2 separate regions of the Sus scrofa genome follow, and region 2 is linked to region 1. A link is a contact called in public Hi-C data. All regions are on one chromosome and are shown on one strand. The core of a region is the stretch at or near the end of the contact, and the rest is flanking DNA. Distances in the headings are between cores, read along the strand shown. Region 1 has its middle 21 kb from the start of PDP1. Region 2 has its middle 72 kb from the start of TMEM67.

Region 1 (3,118 bases), core at 249-2,748:
ATACAATACAGTGATTCAATTTTTAATAGATTATACTCCATTTAAAGTTATTACAAAATAATGACTGTATTTCCCTGTGCTGTATATTAATGTCACTCTTACAAATCTAAGGATACAGGGGTGGTTATCTCCCTCATATGTCCATTTAGTTTACTAGTTTATCTCCTCTAAAACCAAATGGACCACAGAAGTGAATTCCTACCAATTCAACTAAGAAGATCTAATTGCAGCCATCCTAGCTGCTACTATCATTACTAGAGCTGGTTAATATGGCCTCTGGCTCATGGCCATTGATCTGGCACATGTGTTGTCTTCTCATCAGAAAAGAGTGCTGGAAACAGTTTGCATTGATGGGGGACAAGCAGTAGTAAACATTTACAGTCTTTCACTGGCTCATAAATTAATTCATGCCCTCTGTCATAATATAGTCCCAAAGGCCTCAGGCTATCTGAAAATTCGGTAACACTTGTCATCGGTCTACCACACTAATGACATTGTGTTCATTAAACTGATGTGCAGGACATGGCAAGCATGTTGGAGGCCTTAGTAAGCATTTTAAACTTATTTTAGAATTAAATTCTGTTCCTGATGAATAGTAGACAGTAAATACATGCTGAATGATTGGCTGAACCAAGCAACTGAGTGTCTTGTAGCTATCTGAATTCTGCAGAAGCCATTGTTCAGAAGAAAGACTTGTCAAGCAAAGAGCCCCTTAAATGGCAAAGAATTCACCTGTACCCGTCCAGTGAAGACCTGGAAAGTTTGCATTCTGTGGCTGCTGTTTCTTCTTGCTTCTGAGAACATACCTTCCTTTTTCTTAAAAAAAAAAAAAAAAAAGCCATCCTTTAAGGTGAAAAGAATAAGGGAAAGTTGTCCTGAGAGAAAAGGACTCAGAATGAAGGTCGGAATCTTACATAACATATATTTTTTATACCATTATTTAAACCGTTTCCTTTCGTGCCTGTATTTATTTTTGGGAAAACCGTATTTCAAAATCACATGCTGTGCTGAACTGCTCTCCAGTCTAGTCCACCCCAGGACTTTCTGATATCACAGGAGTGGTTGGCTACATTTGGTGCTCACAAATGCTAATGAAGCAATGCTGCATCTTTTGTGGAGAGACAGTGGGAGGCACCTTTCATTTCCCCCTGGGGTTTTAAACCACAATCAAATCCAAAAGAAGGCAGGAGGCAGCATCTGGCTGCAGCCCCCAGTCTTAGCAGCCTTTCCTCAGGAACCTGGAGCTCAGTTTCTTGCTGGCCAAGGGAGATAAAGCTCAGTTTGCCATCAGAGGGAAGAAACCCATTTCTCCCTGCAGAAAGTAAACTTCTTTGGTAACTAAAGAAATTTAGTTGAGCCAAAACAGAGAAAGACTTCCTCTTCAGGATATGGGCAAAGGTGACCTGAAGGGGAGGATAGGCTGGATTTAGGACAGAGTTGACAGACCCAGTGAACTTAGGTTGAATTCTCTCCCACAGTGACCAAACATGAACTTTGTACACAACTTCTGCGATAGTAGCCAGCTTTCACCTGAGTCACTCTCACTGCCCTCTCTGTAAGAGAGCTGTTGATGCTGCAAAGAAGACACCAGCAATGTTGCCATTAAGCCACAAATGCAGAGCCAGATCAGCTTTACTGAGCTATATGTCAGAGAGGCCAGCATACCAAAGGACGCTCTGTCTCTCAGAGTCAGGAACCTCAAAACAGGCTCAAGCCCTGGTACAGATACAACAAAATCAGGAAGCAGCCGCTCCTTCACCTCCCTCCCAAGCGGTTTGGTTCCCAGTCTGTCTGCTGTGCCTGCCACCCAGGATGGGGAGCTGTAAGTGAGGCGTGAGAGGCAGGCCTTTTCCTCAAAAAGGGAAATGAAACAAATAAGTGTGATAGAAAAACCATAATGCACAGATGGTCAAACTCATATGTAGATGAGGGACAGAATAAAGGGGCATTAGTGAGGAACACATAAGTGACTGTCCATAGAAGGAAGATAATTTGCCAAAGGACAATAACAAACTTTTATGTTTTATTTGTCTTTGTAGGACCACATCTGCAGTATATGGAAGTTCCCAGGCTAGGGGTCAAATCAGAGCTGTGGCTGCCAGCCTACACCACAGCCACAGCAATGCCAGATCTGAGCCGTGTCTGAGACCCACAACACAGCTCACAGCAACGCCAGATCCTTAACCCACTGAGCAAGGCCAGGGATCGAACCTGTGTCCTCATGGATACTAGTCGGGTTTGTTACTGTTGAGCGACAGGACAGGAACTCCCATAACAAACTTTCAAAATATGAATTTTAAAAATACACACAAGGAGTTCCCTTGTGGCTTAGTGGGCTAATAACCTGGCATTGTCACTTCAGTGGCTCCAGTTGCTGCTGTAGCATGGATTTGGGTTTGATCCCTGGCCTGGAAACTTCCACATTCTCTGGTGGGGTACAGCAACACACACGTGCACACACACATACTAAGATAAAAATCCAAAACCTCAGAAGCTTAATGTGGCTGAAATGCAACAGGACAAAATCATCTGGGTGTTGTCCCATTTGCCTCTTCCTTGGCCTCCAATGCCAGAGGCCTTGGGGAAGGGCAAGGGGAGAGAAGGGAAGGGGAGTGTTGGATCAGACTCACTAGAGAAGAAGGGCAGAAGAGAGGGATCTGTGTGAGCTGGGGGGAGAGTGAGGCCCCTAGGATTTACTGGGTGCTAGAGAAGAGTTGCAGGTAAAGGTTTTAATCATGAATGATGATTTAGATAATTTAAAATTTTTAAAGATGTGAGTAAAGCTCAAATGCCTGTTTGAGCTACACTTCTTCAAATAACCCATACAATGAGATTGCAGTATGTGGGCTGTAACTGTCTAAGTATTCTCTCAGAAAGACCAAGAGGCTGTCTTACTGCCCTTTTGTGTGCAGGTGAAATTGAGGAAAATAGAGCCATCTGCTTTGACTATTTTAATTAAGTTCTCTGCTACTCAAGACCGATCATGTTCCAACTTCTTCCTAATCTACAAATCATGGCAGAAGAATACATCTTACTTTTAGCTGGGGGCAGGGAGAGGCAGGGAGCAGGTCACAGTTCAAATGCTATAGACTCTCACTATTCTTACTGAGATTTAGTA
Region 2 (3,118 bases), core at 156-2,655, 100 kb after region 1:
TCTTTGCCTCAAATAATCTCAGAGCAGTAGACATATATTTCAACATTCTATCAATTTACTAAAAAAATACACTTTGAAATTATTAAAATGTTAAAACGTATGTTTTAGAAATGCATATATGCATTTCTACATGTTTTAGAGAAATGCAAATTAATACAACAGTGAGATACAATATTTTTGTCTGTGACTTAAAAATATTTACTTTAGGGAAATGCAAATTAATGCTATGAGATACCACAAATTGCCTAGCAAAAATAATGATTATCTCCAATGCTTGTAGTAGTATTAGACACCACTGGTAGGAAAGTAATTTGGTACAACCTTTATGGAGGATAATTTGACAGTATGTATGACCACACTTAAAAATGCATATTTAAAAAAAGCCTATAAACTCTGAACTAGAACTATTCTTCTAGAAGTTTCTCCTTAAGAAATGATCGAGGGTAGATTCAAAGCTTTAGCTAAATAAGAGTTCTCAGCATTGAGACTGGAAGAAAAATGAAATAAATGTCTGTGAAATGGCTGAAATGCCATTTCTTCAAGAAGTTGGACAAATCTTTCAGGCAACTGTTCTGTGAAAACCGTGGGCTAGATACACAGTAGGCAAACTCACAAACGCATCTTTCTGGGGCTCAAGTCTTTCAACTGGATCCTGCAGAGTATGGGGGTGGGGAGTGGGGGGTTAGGTTGGGCACTTTCCTTGTCCCCCCTCCCCAGCTTCATTATGCGACAAACCAGAGGGAACTGTGCATCTAAAAATCTAAACCAGAGGTCTGAACGAGAAGAACCTGGATGAAGAAAGGGAGCCAGGAGATGCAGAGAGGTAAAAGCGCGAGAAGGGAGGGCAAGAGAGGAGACCTAAGCAGAGCCACTCCCCCACCCCCTCTGAGGGGGCGAGCTCCGGGAAAGCGAAATGACTGACTGGAAAAGGAAAGCGCTCTCTTTTGCCACCTTCTGGTCACCACGTGTATATGCACCACCTAGACATTTCCTGCCGCTCATGGACTCTGCTCTTCCAACCGGTTAGAACATAATTGAGTTGAAAATGAAAAATAACCAAAAGGTCCAAAAATGGAAGATAGATTGAGGAAAATTTTATAGAAGACTATATTTTAGGGAAGGAAAAATAACTTTCCCTCTACTCTTCCAAGTTCTTAGCTGTGACCCCTGTAATAAAGACAGATTCATGAGAGAAAAACAAACCGAATTTTATTAACATGTATACGTCATGTACGCATGGTAGATACCCAGGGAAAATGAGTGACTCCTTGAGGTGGTGCTTCGAATTCAGACTTAAATACTATTTTATTAGAGAAAGGGGAAGGGGATGTAGCCCTCTTCACAGAGAGTAAATGGTTTTTGGGAGAGATGACTGGGCGCTTTGAAGAGCAGATGGGAGGTACGATTGTCTGTGACAAAGCTCCGCTGGTCTCCTCCCCTGCAGTAAGAGGCAATCTTCCCCGGTTGATGAAACTCTCAGGGAGGGGACTTATCACAATTGAGTTCCTTTTGGAGGATCTGTCTTTAGGCAGATAAAGGGAGTTCAGAGAAAGCCTCTCCCTGCATTAGCTGCTTTTCCAGGTCCTACCCATGGAAACAGTCAATATACCAAAGCAGCATATTTTGGGGTGGTATTTTCTGCTGCCTGTCCGTATTTACTAGCGTGAAATGGTATGCACAATATGTAGCCGATTGAAAAATGCAGGTGACCAAAAAAGTGCAGTCATTTCATTTCTGTAAAAAACATCAACACACGTGTCATGTATTGTATACGTACAGTCACAGATGCAGCAAAAAAGATGACATGGTTCCCTTTAAGGGATCAACAGAATTCTAGGCATGGGGGTTAGATGCAGATGCAAATAGGATAGACACTGCTCCTATGCATCATGGAGGCTTCATTCTCGTGAGGGGTTATATAACTTTAAAAAGAAGCTAATAAATAAATAATATGTGCTGCGTTCTGTTGGCAGTGCCGGAGATGCAATTTTGTGAACAAGATGAATTGAGATGTTCCCTGTTCTGACAGAAGTCTCAGTCCTTCTGAGGAGGCAAGCAGGAAAACAGGTTAAGTCAACACCAGGAGCAATGCTGTGGAAGGGGAAGTGAGGATGCTGTGGGGATGAAGGGAAGGGGTGCTGACCTGAACATGGGGCTCAGGGCAAGCTGCTTGAGGAGGAAGTCCAAGCTGAGAGCTGAAAGATAAGGTAAGATTTAGCTGAAATATGGGGGGGAGGCCTTGCAGAAAGAAGCCATCATGGGTTGGAAGGCCTTAAGGAGGCAGAAAGGTGGGAGAACAGATAGGTACATTGGCTGGGTGACCAACAAGGTCATTCTGAGAACCTAGTCTGGAGTCTCTGGTGCTTAGAGTTTGAATGCAGACAGAGCAAGGAGACGAGAAGAAGCTGGAGAAGCAAACTAGGGCAGACCATGAAACCCTGTTAAGGAATGTTTGGACTTGACCCTGAGTGACCTCTCAAAGATCCTTGTGAGTAATTCAAGGGATTTGTAAATGGGGTTAATCCTAGGATGTTCCATCTTAAGAGGAAAACATTTTTAAAGTAATGATGTCATTAAAATCAATTTCTGAAGAATATTTAATTACATGTGAATATGCTTATTCCATGTAGTTTTTTAAAAAAGTAGGCTACAAAAGTAATGTATACGCTACGAAATAATGTACAGCATATAATGACATTGTGGAAGAAAGTATAATATTTATTACTTAACATGTAAGAAATATATATCACTTTTGTGGTCAGAAAAAAATATTTATATGCCTAAGAAGTGTGATTTGGGAGTTTCCTGATGGCTTAGCAGGATCTGGTGTTGTCCCTGCTGTGGCATGAGTTTGATCCCTTGCTTGGAAACTTCCATATGTCATGGATGCAGCAAAAAAAATAAAAGCAAAAGTATGATTGGAGATAGAGAGCAGTGTCTTAAAGGTCAGAAGTCTCCAGGCATCCTAATGAGGTGAAAGAGATACAGGCAGTGGGAAAAACTCAGACTCAAAACTGAGGCCTGGATGGGACTCAAGGCCCCATGAGATTTTACTCTTAATTTTCTATAACAATTTGAATTGTAATCTGAGCAGCACTAAAGGAAGCTCTATTTATCT

What was found. Hi-C and Micro-C count contacts between places; a contact is called where the count stands out from the background.
Region 2: a contact with region 1 is called in a Hi-C map of fetal liver, with 2.8 times the contacts expected there. The contact joins two enhancer-like sites. A contact is called at or near these places in 2 of 5 promoter capture datasets (fetal liver and liver), 35 of 47 Hi-C or Micro-C datasets (adipocytes, adipose tissue, alveolar macrophages and 18 more) and 2 of 2 datasets of contacts at active chromatin or transcription factors (alveolar macrophages and skeletal muscle).

The regions. Positions count from the first base shown.
Region 1 is chr4:42,755,848-42,758,965 of Sscrofa11.1, forward strand. No RefSeq gene overlaps it. Among named protein-coding and RNA genes, the nearest start is that of PDP1, 21 kb to the right of the region's middle. Within about 2 kb of position 1,499, at least 6 of the 83 cell types and tissues checked have an H3K27ac peak or open chromatin away from gene starts, as enhancers often do. A contact at or near this core is called in fetal liver, where this site is marked.
Region 2 is chr4:42,857,751-42,860,868 of Sscrofa11.1, forward strand. No RefSeq gene overlaps it. Among named protein-coding and RNA genes, the nearest start is that of TMEM67, 72 kb to the right of the region's middle. Within about 2 kb of position 1,406, at least 24 of the 83 cell types and tissues checked have an H3K27ac peak or open chromatin away from gene starts, as enhancers often do. A contact at or near this core is called in fetal liver, where this site is marked.